Regions from separate parts of the Sus scrofa genome. Here region 2 is linked to region 1. The links are chromatin contacts, called in public HiChIP or PLAC-seq maps. All regions are on one chromosome and are shown on one strand. The core of a region is the stretch at or near the end of the contact, and the rest is flanking DNA. Distances in the headings are between cores, read along the strand shown.

The links. HiChIP or PLAC-seq counts read pairs in DNA pulled down with a chosen protein or histone mark.
Region 2: an H3K27ac HiChIP or PLAC-seq map of skeletal muscle shows a contact between it and region 1. The contact joins the promoter of SMG7 here to the enhancer-like site in region 1. A contact is called at or near these places in 2 of 5 promoter capture datasets (fetal skeletal muscle and liver), 15 of 47 Hi-C or Micro-C datasets (embryonic fibroblasts, fetal heart ventricle, fetal skeletal muscle and 8 more) and 2 of 2 datasets of contacts at active chromatin or transcription factors (alveolar macrophages and skeletal muscle).

What each region holds. Positions count from the first base shown.
Region 1 is chr9:124,521,492-124,528,940 of Sscrofa11.1, reverse strand. NMNAT2 (nicotinamide/nicotinic acid mononucleotide adenylyltransferase 2) reads left to right here. Exons shown (of 14, transcript XM_021063806.1): 8 at 3,221-3,347; 9 at 4,901-4,981; 10 at 6,062-6,106. Among named protein-coding and RNA genes, the nearest start is that of LAMC2, 98 kb to the right of the region's middle. Within about 2 kb of position 2,585, at least 38 of the 83 cell types and tissues checked have an H3K27ac peak or open chromatin away from gene starts, as enhancers often do. A contact at or near this core is called in fetal skeletal muscle, liver and skeletal muscle, where this site is marked.
Region 2 is chr9:124,692,880-124,700,328 of Sscrofa11.1, reverse strand. SMG7 (protein SMG7) reads right to left here and starts at 3,897. Exons shown (of 22, transcript XM_021063792.1): 1 at 2,687-3,897. The coding sequence starts at 2,715. NMNAT2 (nicotinamide/nicotinic acid mononucleotide adenylyltransferase 2) reads left to right here and starts at 2,418. Exons shown (of 14, transcript XM_021063806.1): 1 at 2,418-2,854; 2 at 5,711-5,843; 3 at 7,368-7,449.

The DNA.
Region 1 (7,449 bases), core at 1,336-3,835:
GACAAAGAAAGTCAGGAGGAGAGGGGGCGCTGGGCAGAGGAACCAGCATCCAGGTCCTCCTGCCGCACATCTTGGGCACCCAGCGGTCCTCTCACTGCAGCTTAGCACGCTGGGACTGGAGTGCTCCTGACCCACGGGCATCGCCGTCATGAGAACATTCCTCCTCACGAGAGCCCGAGGGGAGTTCCCGTCATGGCTCAGTGGTTAACAAATCCGACTTGGAACCATGAGGTTGTGGGTTCAGTCCCTGGCCTCACTCAGTGGGTGAAGGATCCAGCGTTGCCATGAGCTGTGGTGTAGGTCGCAGATGCGGCTCAGATCCGGCGTTGCTGTGGCTGTGGTGTGGGCCGGCAGCTATGTTGATCTTTGTCTGTGGCTGGGGAGGGCTCAGCATCAGGCTCAGCAGAGGTGAGGAGGATGGATTGCTCTGATTCGACCCCTAGCCTGGGAATCTCCATATGCTGCGGGTGTGGCTCTAATAAGACAAAAAAAAAAAAAAAAAAAAAGAGTCTGCGGGCAGATGGTGTTCTCAGCCTCGTTTTATCTGTGGGTAAGAGGAAGCACCGAGAGGTGAATTGGGGTCTCTGAGGACACAGTGACTGCCTAGTCCACACAAGGGGTGCCCGGGCTGGCGGCAGGAGGCAGTGACAGAGGAGCTGGTTGCTGGTAAGCACAGGTTCCACACCAGCCAGCAGCACCGGCCGCATGTGCAGAAAGCAGCCTTCGCAGATCAATACCAACCCATCGACTCCCACCCAGACAGGATGAAAAGCCCGCCCACCGAGACAGGCTGCAGTCCCTCCTCCTCCCTCCGCTGAGCCTGATGCTGAGCCCTCCCCAGCCCCCGGCAGAGATCAAAATGGCATCTTCGGGACACAGGGAGCGCCTCCCTCCCACCTGCGTTTGCCGTCAGAGGGCCTGTCAGAATCTTCTCCTTGGAGGGCTCTCAGCAGCCCCAGAGCCCCCACACTCCACCAGCTGTGCACAGTGCTTTATTTCAACAGTGCTGGATCTTGGGGGCTCCAGGCCACCCAGGAAGTCAAGAGCAAGGGCAGTAGAAAGGACTGGCTGGCTGCGGCTTCACCTGTTAAGTTCCTTCCCCGTGGAATTGAAGAAATCCCATCCCCCTTCTTTCTGCTTTCAGAACCCTTCACACACATCCTGAGTCTGTCCTGGGCCCCCTGGAAAGGACTCTGACATAGAGTGGCGCTGACCTGCTCCTCTGGGCTGGTCTGAACAGCAGCAGTGATCAAAGACCTCTCCTCTTGCTGTATAAGGATGTATCGGTCAGGACAGGCTAAGATAGGCCAACATCCTTCACATCTCAGTGGCTTCACATGAGTGAATTTCTCACACTACATGTCAGCTGGGGACGCGGCTGGGGACCAGCGCTCCTTCTGCTCACCCAGGAGCTGCAGGCTGCACGATGGAAGGGAGGAACCAGGGGCCCCGCAGGCAGGCCTGAGCCCTGGCTATACCAGCCAGGAAGCCTGGCTGCTGTTTCTGCTGTCTAGATGTCTGGGCTTCTCGAACCCTCCCTCTGTTACTCATGCCCAGAGGCAGGAGTCTGGGCCAGTGATGCTTGGCTGGGGCCGCAGCTGTTGCGGTCATGGTCATAGACCCGCAGCTAATGTCAGTCATGATGCACTTTGGAGTGGGAGCTTGGAGCTGCCTGTCTCCCCAGTCCCAGCGTCAGGCCTGTGTTCCTGCGTGGAAAGCAAACCTCTTGGGGGGGGAGGAGAGAGACGCGGGATGGATAGGTGATACAGGCTTTTGAGAACATGGGAGCACGTGGGGGCAGAGTGGAGCAGGTGGCTAGCACTGTTCTCCTCCAGCACCAAACAGGTCCAATGGGACGAATGATGCACACGCTGCAGGAGGAAGAAAGTCCTCAGTTACCACACCAGTTATTTGATGGGCATGTGGCATTTTCTTTCCTGGAGGTGAAATCATAATAAAAAAGGGCAGACTGTCCCCTCCACTCCACTGGCTGCAGCTGGGCGGAGACTCCCACAAAGCCGGCTGAGAAGACCCCCGTGGTCCCCGACCTCAGCTGGCCCCCAGATGTGGCCGGATGCTGTCGTGACCATCTCCTGTCAGGAATACTGCAGCAGTGACAGGTCACCCCACAAGAGGGAATGCCTGCCCTTCCAGGGCTTGGGAGGACTCACACGCTGCTCTGGCTGCGGGATTGCGGGTGGAAGATGTCTTGGAGGGTGACCTCAGCCCTGGGACTTGGGGACCCTCTGGCAGCCAGACTCAGTAATGCGGAAAGGGTGATGGTTGGCTTTCAGGGAAGGGACCTTGAATAAGCAAGGGCTCTGGGAAGCTAAACAGATTGAAAATTCATCCTTTGTTTCTCTCTCCCACCCACTCAGGCAAAGGGGCGGGGGTTGCTTCTGGGTCAGCTGTGAAGAATGCTGCGTTATCAGTTCTGTGTTTTCTGTGGCCCTAGAGAGAAGCAGCGGGCCAGATAACACGGGACAATGGATAATACACATAGAATTTCCGTTTGGCTCTGGAATGTGCATTCACACTGTGAGCAGGCGCAAGAGTGCCCAGAACCCCGCCCCCCCTTCCTGCAGCACAAACACATCCTGCTCTGCCTGGCACCACTCCCGGCCTGGCCCTGCCATTGGCATCTCTGGCCTGGAGAGGTGGCAGGTGGTGATAGCGCCTGGTGTTTGTATGACCTTTCCCAAGCTTGTACAGCCCTTTTGCAGACATGACCTCATTTGAGCCCCATGAAGCAAGGGGGGGTGGAGGGGCAGGTATGCATGATCCGCAGGAGGTCACAACGTGTACAAAGTTCCTGCTACATGCCGGATGCACTAGAGGCACTCGGTGTGTGTTCGCTTGGGTAATCTTGCCGCAACCCAGAAAGGCAGCTCTGTTCCCTCTGTGTGTCAGGTTCCTGAATGGAGATTCAGGGGCAGTTAAGTAGCTATCCAAGGTCACACAGCCAGAGGGGGGCAGAGCTCAAACTCGAACCCAAGTCTGTGCATCAACACATCCCGTGCTTTTTCCCATTGAGCTCTCTTGCCTCCTGCCAGCCTCGTGTGGTCATGGGACAGCTGGGTCTAGAACCCACCCCAGTCCTCTTTCGCAGCTCCAGGACACCTCACGATGGTGGACAAGCAGATGAGCATTTGGCAATAACTGGGAAACGCTTGCGTAAGTCACTTGGCTAATGTCACCGACTCTGCCCTTCTTCCCCTAGCGGGTGACTGGCTGCATCCTCTCCAATGTTAACACACCCTCCATGACACCTGTCATCGGACAGCCCCAGAATGAGACCTCCCAGCCCATTTACCAGAACAGCAATGTGCCCACCAAGCCCACGGCAGGTAAGGAAACGTTGCTATAGAACAGTGGTCCTCAAGCTTCAGAATTGCCTGGATGGCTTGTTCAAATCCAGATCGCTAAATGCCACCCCAGAATTTGATTCAGTGGGGCTAGGAGGAAAAGAATTTGCGCTTTTAAAAAGGTGACGCTGATGCTCTGGTCCAGGGACTGTACTTTGGGAACTCTTAATATAGAGCATCAGAGAGAAAGAGCCGCAGTGAAAGAGACAGGGACAGAGACAGAGAGAGAGACGGGGTGATGGTGCGCATTTTACGTAAATGTGGTTGCCTTAACCGGGGATCGAAGCTGCAAAGGGGGAGTTTTCTCTGCCTTTTCCAAGGGGTTGAGGATCTTGCCCAGGGTCACAGAGCAGGGATGTAGCGGGGCCAGGAGTCAAACCCAGGCACTCTGTAGCCAGAGCCCCACACCTCAGCCATCCCTTTGGTGACAAAGAGCAGCACCGCCCCAACACTTAGCCAACAGCTAGTACTATATGCTTGCACGGTGCTCAGTGCTTTACAGGGGTTTTCATTTAATGCAGTACTTCTGTGATGTAGATACTCTAGTCTTGTTTACAAAGGGAAAACAGCTTCAGAGAAGGTAAGTGATTTGCTTAAGGTCACACAGCTCAGGAGTAGAAGAGCCAGAGTTCATGTTTAGAACTGTCTGATTCCAAGGTCCATGTTCTAGGATTTTCTTCTAGGCCAATTTGCAAGAGACAGATCCTAGTATTACTTTTCAATCCTAGAGACCATGAGCTGTTTTGTGATCAGTCTGTCATAAATAGGGTAATTCATAAGGAAGAGCCAGAATTGCATAGTTTGCATACAGCTCTATGTGGGGCCTGAGAAAAAATTTCTGGATTAGAGCCCAGAGAGATCACTGAAAACCAGATCCCCCTCAGCCAAAGTAGGATGTCTGATTATTCTAAAGACCATCTGCATGGGAAAGAAGGCCTTCGCCCAGCAGAAATTATTCTGAGTTCCTTGCCACAGGCCGAGTCTCCGTGGATTTGGGCATTAGTGTTTCATGTTGGGAGTGGCTGAGAAAAAGCCCACGGTATTTAAAAAAAAAAAAAAAAAAAAAAGTGCAAACAGAGCACATGTCCATTAAATGGAAAATACACTACAGCATATTTACAACTTTTGTTACATAGACCAATCTGCATAACACATATAATAAAAATAGAAGAAAAATACTAAGTGAATGCTTTAGTGGTGATTATCTCTAGCCGTGGAATAATGGGTGCTTTTTATTTTCCTTTATATATATATGTTCCCCTTCCATATTTTCCAATTTTTCAATAGTGTAATAAACACGATTAGAAAATAGATTCCCATCTAGGGCTCAGAATGCTTATGCCTTGGACCGTGGATGCGGAGAGGGAGTTGGGGCTGTCAGGTTTCTGTTCTTTCTCTCTGTCCTCCTCCTGCCTCCCCCGCCCCAACCCCCGCCCCTCCAGAGCAGCTACATTGATTCCAGCGGCCCAAACTCAGGGCTGAGGGGAGTGTGAGTTGTGAGTGGTTCCCCCTCTGTCCCTTGCTCTCTCTCATAGCCAAGATCCTGGGAAAGGTGGGTGAGAGCCTAAGCCGGATCTGCTGTGTCCGCCCGCCGGTGGAGCGCTTCACCTTTGTGGGTAAGGATGCAAGGACTTTCTTGACCAATCCTGCCTCTTTTCTTTCCCTCCTCCCTTCATCCATTCAGCAGATGCTCCCGGCCCCAGCACCTGCTGCTGTGGGATAAGCATCTATAGAGCCATGGTTGAGAGGAAACAGAGGATGTTCAGGACCTCGGGGCCAAGCCGTTAGGGGAGCCCAGAGGCACAGTCATCCTGGCCCCGGGGCACCTGGAGACTTCCTGTACTCCTCTCCTCTCCTGGGCTATGCTGGTCCTCCCCTCTATAGAGTGTGTCCACAGAGGTCTCAGGGGCCCAGCATCCCCCACCCCGGGCCCTCCCAGCTCTGGCAGGGTCAGTACTCCTGCTGAGAGGCTAAGAACCCACAAGCCCTTTCCTTTGCTGCACCCTGAGGACCCAACATGGATGAGAGCATCTGAGAACATCTGTCTCTGGAGCTCTTTCCCATACAAACCCCAAATCCCACCCAGCAGAAGAGCTGAAAGCCCAACCCTCATTCATTTGACTCTTGGGGGGTGTCTTCTGCCTTTCCTGAGATTTCCAGCTTCCAACCTTGAAAAGGAACTAAGAGGGATGTTGAGGAGACAGGGAGGCAGGGGGCCAAGCTGGCATCTCTGTGGTTCTGTGCACCCTTAGAGCACACGGCAAAGCCTGGGTCTTGCGTCTTCCCCAGGCTCTGCATTCTGCCACGTGAAAAGTCTCAGCGTGCTTTGAACCAGGTAATGCTAACCAAGAGAGAGCCACCTCCTTGTGACTCTACGAGCTGTCTCCCTAGGTTTGAGAACGTTGCTCTTGTGACCACCCTCCCCCGAATACAGAAAGAAACAGAAGGCGCTCAGCATGAGCACCTGTGTGTCTGTCATTGGCTGCCCAGCCAGGCTGTTGAATTCTGAAAGTCCCAGGAAAGTGAAGCCTCCCCCCAGCGCCTGAGGAGATGCCCCCCCTCCATTTTAAGCTGGACCATGCTCCCCATTTATGCTACTCAGACGCCCCTACTTCCACCCCACACCCCACCCCGTGTTCTCCCTCTGCCAGGAAGTTGGTTCCCTGATGCTTCTGCGTTTCCCCTTTCCTCCCTAGACGAGAACGCCAATCTGGGCACGGTGATGCGGTACGAGGAGATCGGTGAGTAGGGCTGGGAAGGGGGGACGTTTGGAGCCACCTACCTCCACCATGGGCAAAGTGGGGGAGGGGAGAGGCTTGAACGCCCTGCGTGGAAGGACGACTAATCAATCGTTCTTCCCCAGCCAAGATCAGAGTCTTAGTTATCTCCCCTTTGACATCTAACTGGATTCAGGCAGGTTCCCAGGAGGTAGGGCTGGATCCGTTGGCAATTTTCCCTTCAGAACTTCTCCATCATCCAAAAGACATGGGAGCTGAGTTCACTGCCAGCCAGAGAGACTCTTCTTCGGCCCACAACACTGGGCCCGCAGTGGACGAGCTCGCCTGCCTTCCTAACCAGGGGATTCCAGGGCGTGGAGGACGAGCAGGAGAGGGGGGCAGAAAGCCATCCATAGCCTACCCCCACCCCCGGAGACAGAGCAGGTGGAGGGTGGTTACACGGAACCCACGGAAGTGAGCCAAGTTAAGGGCAACCCCAAGAAGCAAACCGGAAAACGGATCATTCCAAGGTTCCAGAGTAGTCTAGGGTTACGCGTGTCTGTGGCCGGTGGAGGTCAGACAGCGAGAGCGTGAAGTCAATGCAGGTCCAGGTGACAAGGAGGGTTGGCGACAACTGGAATGCTTGAAGGATGAGAGGCAGCCTGGTGTCCAGCAGACATGCTCTGTTTTCAGCTTGAGCTACAGAGATACTCCAGGCCTCCCCCTCACACCCCGGATTCCCTTGTCAGCGGGTGGAAGCGTGGGGCTGCACCTGAGCACCAGCTTCTCCCAGGAGGCCCAGCAGATGTGATGTCATTTCAAGGGACATCAGGTCTTATCCTCCAATCCAGGTTTAGGGGTGCCCCTGAGTCAGCTCATACAGGTTTGCTGGGACCATTTATAAAATGTTTAGGAATTTTCCCAGTTGGTTGTTAAATGTGGCCAATACCAAACATTAAATTATATTAAGTAGCAGTTAAATGCATTTGTACTAAAAACAAAGGTGGGAGTTCCTGTCGTGGCGCAGTGGTTAACGAACCCGACTAGGAACCATGAGGTTGCAGGTTCGGTCCCTGCCCTTGCTCAGTGGGTTAACGATCTGGCGTTGCCGTGAGCTGTGGTGCAGGTTGCAGACGCGGCTCGGATCCCGCGTTGCTGTGGCTGTGGCATAGGCCGGTGGCTACAGCTCCAATTCGACCCCTAGCCTGGGAACCTCCATATGCCATGGGAGCAGCCCAAAGAAATAGCAAAAAAAAAAAAAAAAAAAGACAAAAAAAAAAAAAAAAAAAAACCAAAGGTAATAAGTACTCAAAACTCTTCACTTCCCAGTTCTTTCATGACATTTTAATAGCCTTTATTTATGAGCA
Region 2 (7,449 bases), core at 2,648-5,147, 170 kb before region 1:
AAGACAACTGATCCTCCCATTAAAATCACCACCACTCTCCCAATCTGCTTCTCATCACACCTTTTTAGTCTCACTGCCACCACTTTATTTCTGGCCCTTAACTGCCCACTACACAGATTCATCTTCCTAATACATAGCTATGAACATGTGAATTCTCTTCTAAACATCATCTCGAATTCTCCACTGTCCACCCATTTTAACTATAAACTACAAATCATATTATTCAAGACATTCTCAAGTATGGACGGCTAATCAAATAGGCTTTCTCTGGTCCCCCTGTGTATATAAAACAGCACAACCCTGTCTTGCTTTATTTTTCTTCCTAGTACTTGTCACCACCTGGTAAACATATTTATCTGTTCATACGGTTATTGGTTACATCCTTCTATTAGACCATGCCTTCCTATGTTCACTCTTTTGTTCACCACCGAATCCACGGTGCCTAGAATATAGTAAGTTCCCAAGACATACTTGTGGCAAGAATGGATGGATTCTGACATGTCACACACAGTATAGCAAATCTGGAGTTAGAAGCCCTACATCTGAGTTAGAGTTTCCACATACCAACATATGATCCTCAACAATTTTTAACTTCTTTGGGCTATACTTTATCTGTAAAAAGAAGAGTTCAAACTTGGTAATCTATGAAGCTCTTTTCCAGCTACATCATCTTAAGGTCTTGATTAACTCGACTGAACACCTGCCCTGGCCCCCACCCCCCTTTCTATGGATCTCTACTCGGTTTCTTTCCTTTTGGATTCCTCCTTCTCAATCCACACTTGTCAGAATACTGTTTATCCTTAAGGTCCCCTTAAGTGTCATTTTATTCCTGAAGCCTAACAAACTTTAAATTCTCTAAGAGGAGGATGAAGTTCTTATTTTTCTATTCTCAGTAGTCAGTACAATGCCTCCCATATAGGTGATCGACAAAACGACTGATGAATCATGTGTATGAATGAGCAAATAAACAAAGGAAGCTTTTCCTGATCCACCCCAATTGCTCAGGTAATCTCCTGCCTTTGGACTCTTACAACACTTGGCATCTTTTATGATCTTTACCATATTTTACTCACCTAATACACACTTGTCTGGAAATTCCTTAAAATTAAGGACCATCCTAATAGTTTTCCATATTCCCTTCTACAGCATCTATTATACATCTTTGTCACAGTTGTATATATTAGTTTATGTGACATGTTAAACAATCAAGAGATAATAAAGGAGAAGAATGGACCTCAATGTATAGGTATTATTCCAACTACCTGCTATTGGGCATATATGTTGTATTATGGATCCTGTACCCGTTAAACTTGGGGATTCAACAATAATTGAAAGATCTCATTTCCTCCTTTGCACACTCTGCTTAATAAAACTATTACTACTTTCAAAAGTAGAATAGCTACCCTCATGTATCACTTAACTACATACCTTCCTTCCAACACACATGCAAGGATCCATTTTCACTTCACTAAACAGCTTAAGTGACTTTGGGCTCATTTCAGACTTCTACCCCATCCAATTCCCTCCTCCACAAGGTGTGAAACCACTTTTTAAAGCATTTTCCCATAAGTGAGCCCTTTTAGTTCTGTTAAAGCCAAAAAGGACCCGTTTCAAGGCCTTCCTTCCCCCTTCTAAGCAGTGGCAACTCCTTAATTAACCTCAGGTTCCAACAATCTTTTTATTTTTCCCTGCCATCAGGATTTTGACCCTCGTTTACCTCTACCCCCACCTCCAAGCTCTTAGTCTGCTTCCATGGAACCTTCTTAGCTGCACAATAGCTGGTGTCTTTCTGTTCAATATGCTCTCGCCATCATGCACTTGGTTCCACTGTGTCTGCATCTTCTTCCACCTACAATATGCATCAATCGCCCCCCTTAATCCTCCCCAGATACACATACTCTCACACTCTATACCCATGTGTCACACTACCCCCCCACATACAAGTGCTTAACACCACTCTTAAGCCACACGACACTTAGAATGGTACCTTCCAAATGCACTGATTCTAACCCAGGTTCTTTGGGGGAACCCAACCCCGTCCACAGTACCTCCCTCTTTCCTCACTTCCTCATCCATTCCCCTTCTTTACGCCTCCAACCCCCCACCCGCCAACTAACTACAGATGACATTATTCCTCCGTATTTCCAACCCCAGAATGAAGAACAAACTCCAGCTTCCTGCGGTCTCTCGCTCCACTAGTCCTTCCTTCCCAGCCCCCTACTCACCCCAGGTGTGCAGACTTCCACCTCGTCTTCTCCCCATGCATCGCTCTAGCCAATCCCACACCACACCAGGTTTCTCCGCCACCCGCATCAGACTCCTCCACACCCACCTTCACTCGGGGTCGCGGCCGCCTCTGGGAGCGCCTCTCCCCACCCCTCGCCTGCGAGCCCGCGACCCGGGGCGCGCGCACACACACGTTCTCACGCTTTCCTAACCTCCCTCCCCGCACCGAGAGGAGCCGGCTTCGCTGGAACTCAGGCCGGCCCGTGGGGGCTAGGCACCCATGTGTGTGCCCGCTCCGCCCCCTCCCGCAGAGCCTCTCGCAGCCCCCGCCTCTCCGTCGGAGAACGAGAGGACACAGCAACTCCCCCGCCACCCCGGACATACCACCTCTGTGTCTGTTGCTCCATGCCCGAACCTTCGGTCCGCTCCCCTCTACGTACGGGCCGTCCTCGGCACTCACCGGAGATACTGCGCGCTCTGCAGGCTCATCCTCCGCCGCCCGCGTCTTCCCGCGAAGCCTCTGTGGGTCTCTCAGGCTCCTCGGAGCGGCCCCGCGGCACCGCGGGTGCTGGCGGCCGCCGCCATCTTCCTCTCCTCCGGCTCCTCCTCGCTCGGCGGGGGGGTGGGGGTGAGTGAGGCGAGGGGGAGGGAGCGGGGAAAGCTGCTCTCGCTGCTGCTCCGGCCCGTGGGGCGCAGGGACACTCCGACCCGGGAGGGGGAGGGGGAGGGAGGAGGGATGGGGGCGGGGGAAAGAGGAGGGAGAAGTAGAGGAAGGAAGTGTGGGGGTCTCTCTCGCGAGATTTCAGCGGCGCCGGTCCCTCCTGGCGATTTCCGCCTTTCGGTAGCGCTCCCTCTTGGGATCTGTTAGCTCGGCTGCACCTGCGCGGCTGCTGAGTAGCCCGCTGGAGACGCTCGGCGGCTTCCGGCCAATCCACCCCTCTCCTCCCGCGCGAGGGGGCAACCCCACCCTCACCGGGAACATTGAGCCCAAATCAACTGGGAGTTACACTGAAAGTCTTCCCCCGTCTTTCCACTCCACCCAATTTCTAGCTTCCTTTTTCCACCCCTCCACTCTTCCGTACCGGAAACGCCTCCCCTTCCTCGTACAGTTCCGGCCGCCAGTCCCTCGTTTCTGATCTGCCCTCGAGCCCTAGAGTGACGCTAAAGGACCCCCCTCCTTTTTTTCTGCGGCCCCTCCCCCTTCACGCTGGGAGACTGTTGGAGGGGATAGGGTGGAGCCCCAGGGAAGAAAAGAAACCAATCGGATTGGATAAGCAGCTGCCAAGGCAACTGAAGGCTGCAGTTGTATTGTCATAGTAACCAATTTGTGCGCACCGAGTGACCCTCCCTTGGCGAGTGGATTCCCGGAGAAGTGCCCAGGGTTCCCCCTTGGCTTCCCTTCCATCCAAAGGCTTCCCCTCAGGTTGGGAATACGGGTAGTTCTCTTGGGGAGTGAAGTTCATTTCCTCCTCCCTTTCCCTTTCCCGCAGCGATGGGGGAGACCCCGAGGCATTCACCATGGGCTTTTCCACCCGCCTACGGGCGGAAACCACCTCCATAGTTTTCCTCTCCGTGCGAGGTGTGCGGAGGGCCGGGCCTGCGAGGACGATGCGGAGCCTGCAGGCTGGTGGGCGGCGGGCTGGAGCTGGTAGGGCGGAACGGTGGCGCTTGGCAGCTAGGCGGGCGAGGGGTTTCCCCACAACTGCCTCGGGCTCTGGGAGGCGGGATCCCGCCTGGACGGGGTCCCTGAGGGAGGAGAACGGCACACGACTGCCGAGATCCCTCTTCTGCCGACAGAGACGTCCGACTTTCCCCGGCGGGTCGACCCCTTACAGAAATCCCCCAAACCCCACCCCACACACAGCCTCGGTGACCGAATCTTCTCAGAGTTCCCCTCGTGGCCTTCCCGAGCCACCTCCTGCCGCAAGGAGGCCAGAGTGAAAGTGGAAACACATCCTGGAAGGCTAACAAGTGGTCTTTAGAGCTGGGGATGTGGTGAGACGCTGATGACAGCCCTCTCTCTCAGAGGATGATTCCCCAGTGGGGGTCCCCCTTAATGATCAAAAGCCGACCTCCAAGTTCCTTTCTCCTCTACAAACTTCCGGTTCTCTCAGGGTATTTTAGGATTTTGTCATTTTGTATCTTTTGGGTTGGAGAGGAGGCGTTGGGTAAAATAGTATCAAGAAAAACTTAGATACTGGTGCAAAGTTCCAATGACAGGCTTCTAGGAAAAGGATTTTCATTCTTTGAACAAATGGTTTTGAATGATTATTATGTGTGTTTTGTCTCCAAAAGGCAGACTAAAGAATGGGATCAATGATAATAGAGTGTCCAAGATGTAGCTGGAGAAGTGGTCATCTAATGGTTTGAAAGGATTATTTGACATTTTTTCGATTTGTATTGTGGAGTCATTTAAATAGCTATCCCAAAGTACTTTAGGCTATGTAATCATATAAACCTCTCCAGGAATACAGCTCTCATTGAATAGTTGAAATCGGAATTTTTAAAGGGCCATTTTGGTTTCGGTTTGGTTGAGGTACCTGATTTCTGCTGTCTTTTGTGCTAGGTGAGAAGGCGCTTTCCTGATCCTTCCCTGAAACTGCACCTGTTAAAAGGCCCGACCGATGTCTGTCTATGTGTAAATTTGGAGGAAATGAAAATACCAGATACTTTGAAATAAATCCCAAGGACATTATAATTAATGAAATAGAAACTGAACTCTGCCCGGAGTGCTTCAAGCACCTTCTGTGATGCAGTGTGACACGCATTGATTGCAGCTGTACAATGCCTCCTTATCCCTGCCACCCACTCAGAGGAAAGAGAGCCACCTAGTGAAAGGTTGTTCTCATCTCTGGTTAGGGTCCAGCTTTTCCTTTAAACCTGTGAGCCCAAGGATGGAGATTAATGCTATCTAAAACTACCTAAAATACCCTGCATTTCCTTCCTGAAATTTATTGGTTAGATTTTTTTTTTCTTTTTTTTAGGGTCTCACCTGTGGCACATGGAAGTTCCCAGGCTAGGGGTTGAATCAGAGCTGCAGCTGCCGGCCTACACCACAGCAATGAGGGATCCAGGCTGCATCTGTGACCTACACCACGTCTCACAGCAACGCTGGATCCTTAACCCACTTGAGTGAGGCCAGGGATCAAACCCAAGTCCTCATGGATACTAGTCGGGTTCATTAATGCTGAGCCACAACAGAAACTTCTGTACTGGTTATATTTTTAAAAAGATCTTAGCCAGAATAAAAATTTTATGTTATGTAAAATAATCACCCCCTTGGCAGTCATAACATCCTTTATATCAGGCTTTTATCTCCTGTCAACAGTATATGAGCACAAATCATGAGATTACTGACAAGCAATATAGGAAAATATTACTGTCTTTTCATTTTGGAAATAAAGAAACTGGGATCAGAAAAATGAATCCTTTTATTGTTTAGTGTTATTCAATAGACATTTACTGAGCACTCATTGTGTTTCAGTCACTGTCCAGGTTACTACACATACCACCATGGAGGAGACATGGTCCCTGTCTTGGAGGAATGCACCTTTTGGCAGAGATGCCAGAGAATAAAGAATTGATTAGGATCCAGTATGAAGGGTGTGGCAATTAAGGTAAGAATAGAGTGCTTTAGGTATGCAGATGAAGGTGAAACATAGAAATAAATCTCTGTATTATATAGCAGTTTTCCTAAGAATCTTATAAGATTCTTCAATACCTTTAGTGTCCCTGCAAACTAGATAGAATAGTAACATCTGCATTTTATAGATTATAAAACAGTGATGCCCATCTTGAAAATAACTTTTAAAAATCAATAGGACACAGAAAAATTATGACCCAAATTTGCATACTGCTTAATTCATATTTTACAATCTCAGGTCTTTCTACTGGCCCCCATCAATAGATTTGTAGAATGTAAGCATCTGTCTACAGTATTGTTCATTTTTTTCCCCTGCAGATATAGATTACACCTCCACCAAAAGAAATTATATATGAGAAGCTGTTTCATTTCGTTTAATCCTATCTGATCTTAAGTTTTTCAATTTATGCCTAAATGATTTTATGGAACGATTACAAGCTAGCAGACCTGAGTGTGCATCCCAACTCTGTCATCTCAGTCTCTGAACTTGAGTTTCTTACTTGACCAAAGTGGAAAAGTTACCTATTACAGGCTTCCTGTGAACTTCCTGTGATGATATAAGTGACTGAATATATGCATGCCTGACATACAACCCTGGCACTTGATAAATGTTGATTTATTTTTTGCCCTCTTGCTCTTATATCAAGTTAAAACTAATAATTTCAAACTACTACAGCATAACATTATTTTTTTAAATGGCAGTCTATCTTGTTTGTCTGAAATATGCATAGACCTGACACACAAATTTATTCTCATTCAGTGCTATAAGATAGATTTCTTTATTCATGACTGATTACAGAATACAATAATGATAGGGCACTGTGAGTCAGATTCTAGAGAGTTGAAATTTTTAAAAGATGCTTTTAACACAGAAAACAGCCTAATATAACAACATTTCTGCCTGAGTAGCCAGCTTTCAACGAGAGACCAGGGTACTTGCTGAGAAGCTATTCCTCTTCTTCTTTTGAATCATCAGTTATCAAATTTATTTTAAGTTTGTGTTGTTTCAAGTGAGGTATTGTCTTATCCCGATGTATTCACTCTTTTTTTTTTTTTTTTTTTTTAGGGCCATACCCATGGCATGTGGAAGTTCCCAGGCTAGGGGTTGAATTGGAGCTGCAGCTGCTTGCCTATACCACGGCCATAGCAACACAGAATCCTTAACCCACTGAGCAAGACCAGGGATCAAACCCACATCCTTGTGGATACTAGTTGGGTTCATTACCACTGATCCACAGCATGAACTCCGCTGAGAAGCTGTTCTTGACATTCCTACCAAATTTACCCAGAGTTTCAATAACCTGACACTTAATGCATAGCAAGCCTCCTCCCTTTTTATAATAATAGACATCACACCTGTTCCATGAAACCTTAACAAGCACTAATTTATTTTAATATTTAACCTACACATTCTGATTGTTTCCAAATCACGTGTGCAATTAGGAACTTAAGTGTGTTTCTGTTTTGATGAGAACGACTTATCATTTATCAATTGCAGTACTCAAGGACACAATGTGTATGAAGCTGACCCATGTTCTCTTCAGTACTACTCCTCAGACCTGGAGCTAAGTCATTCAATC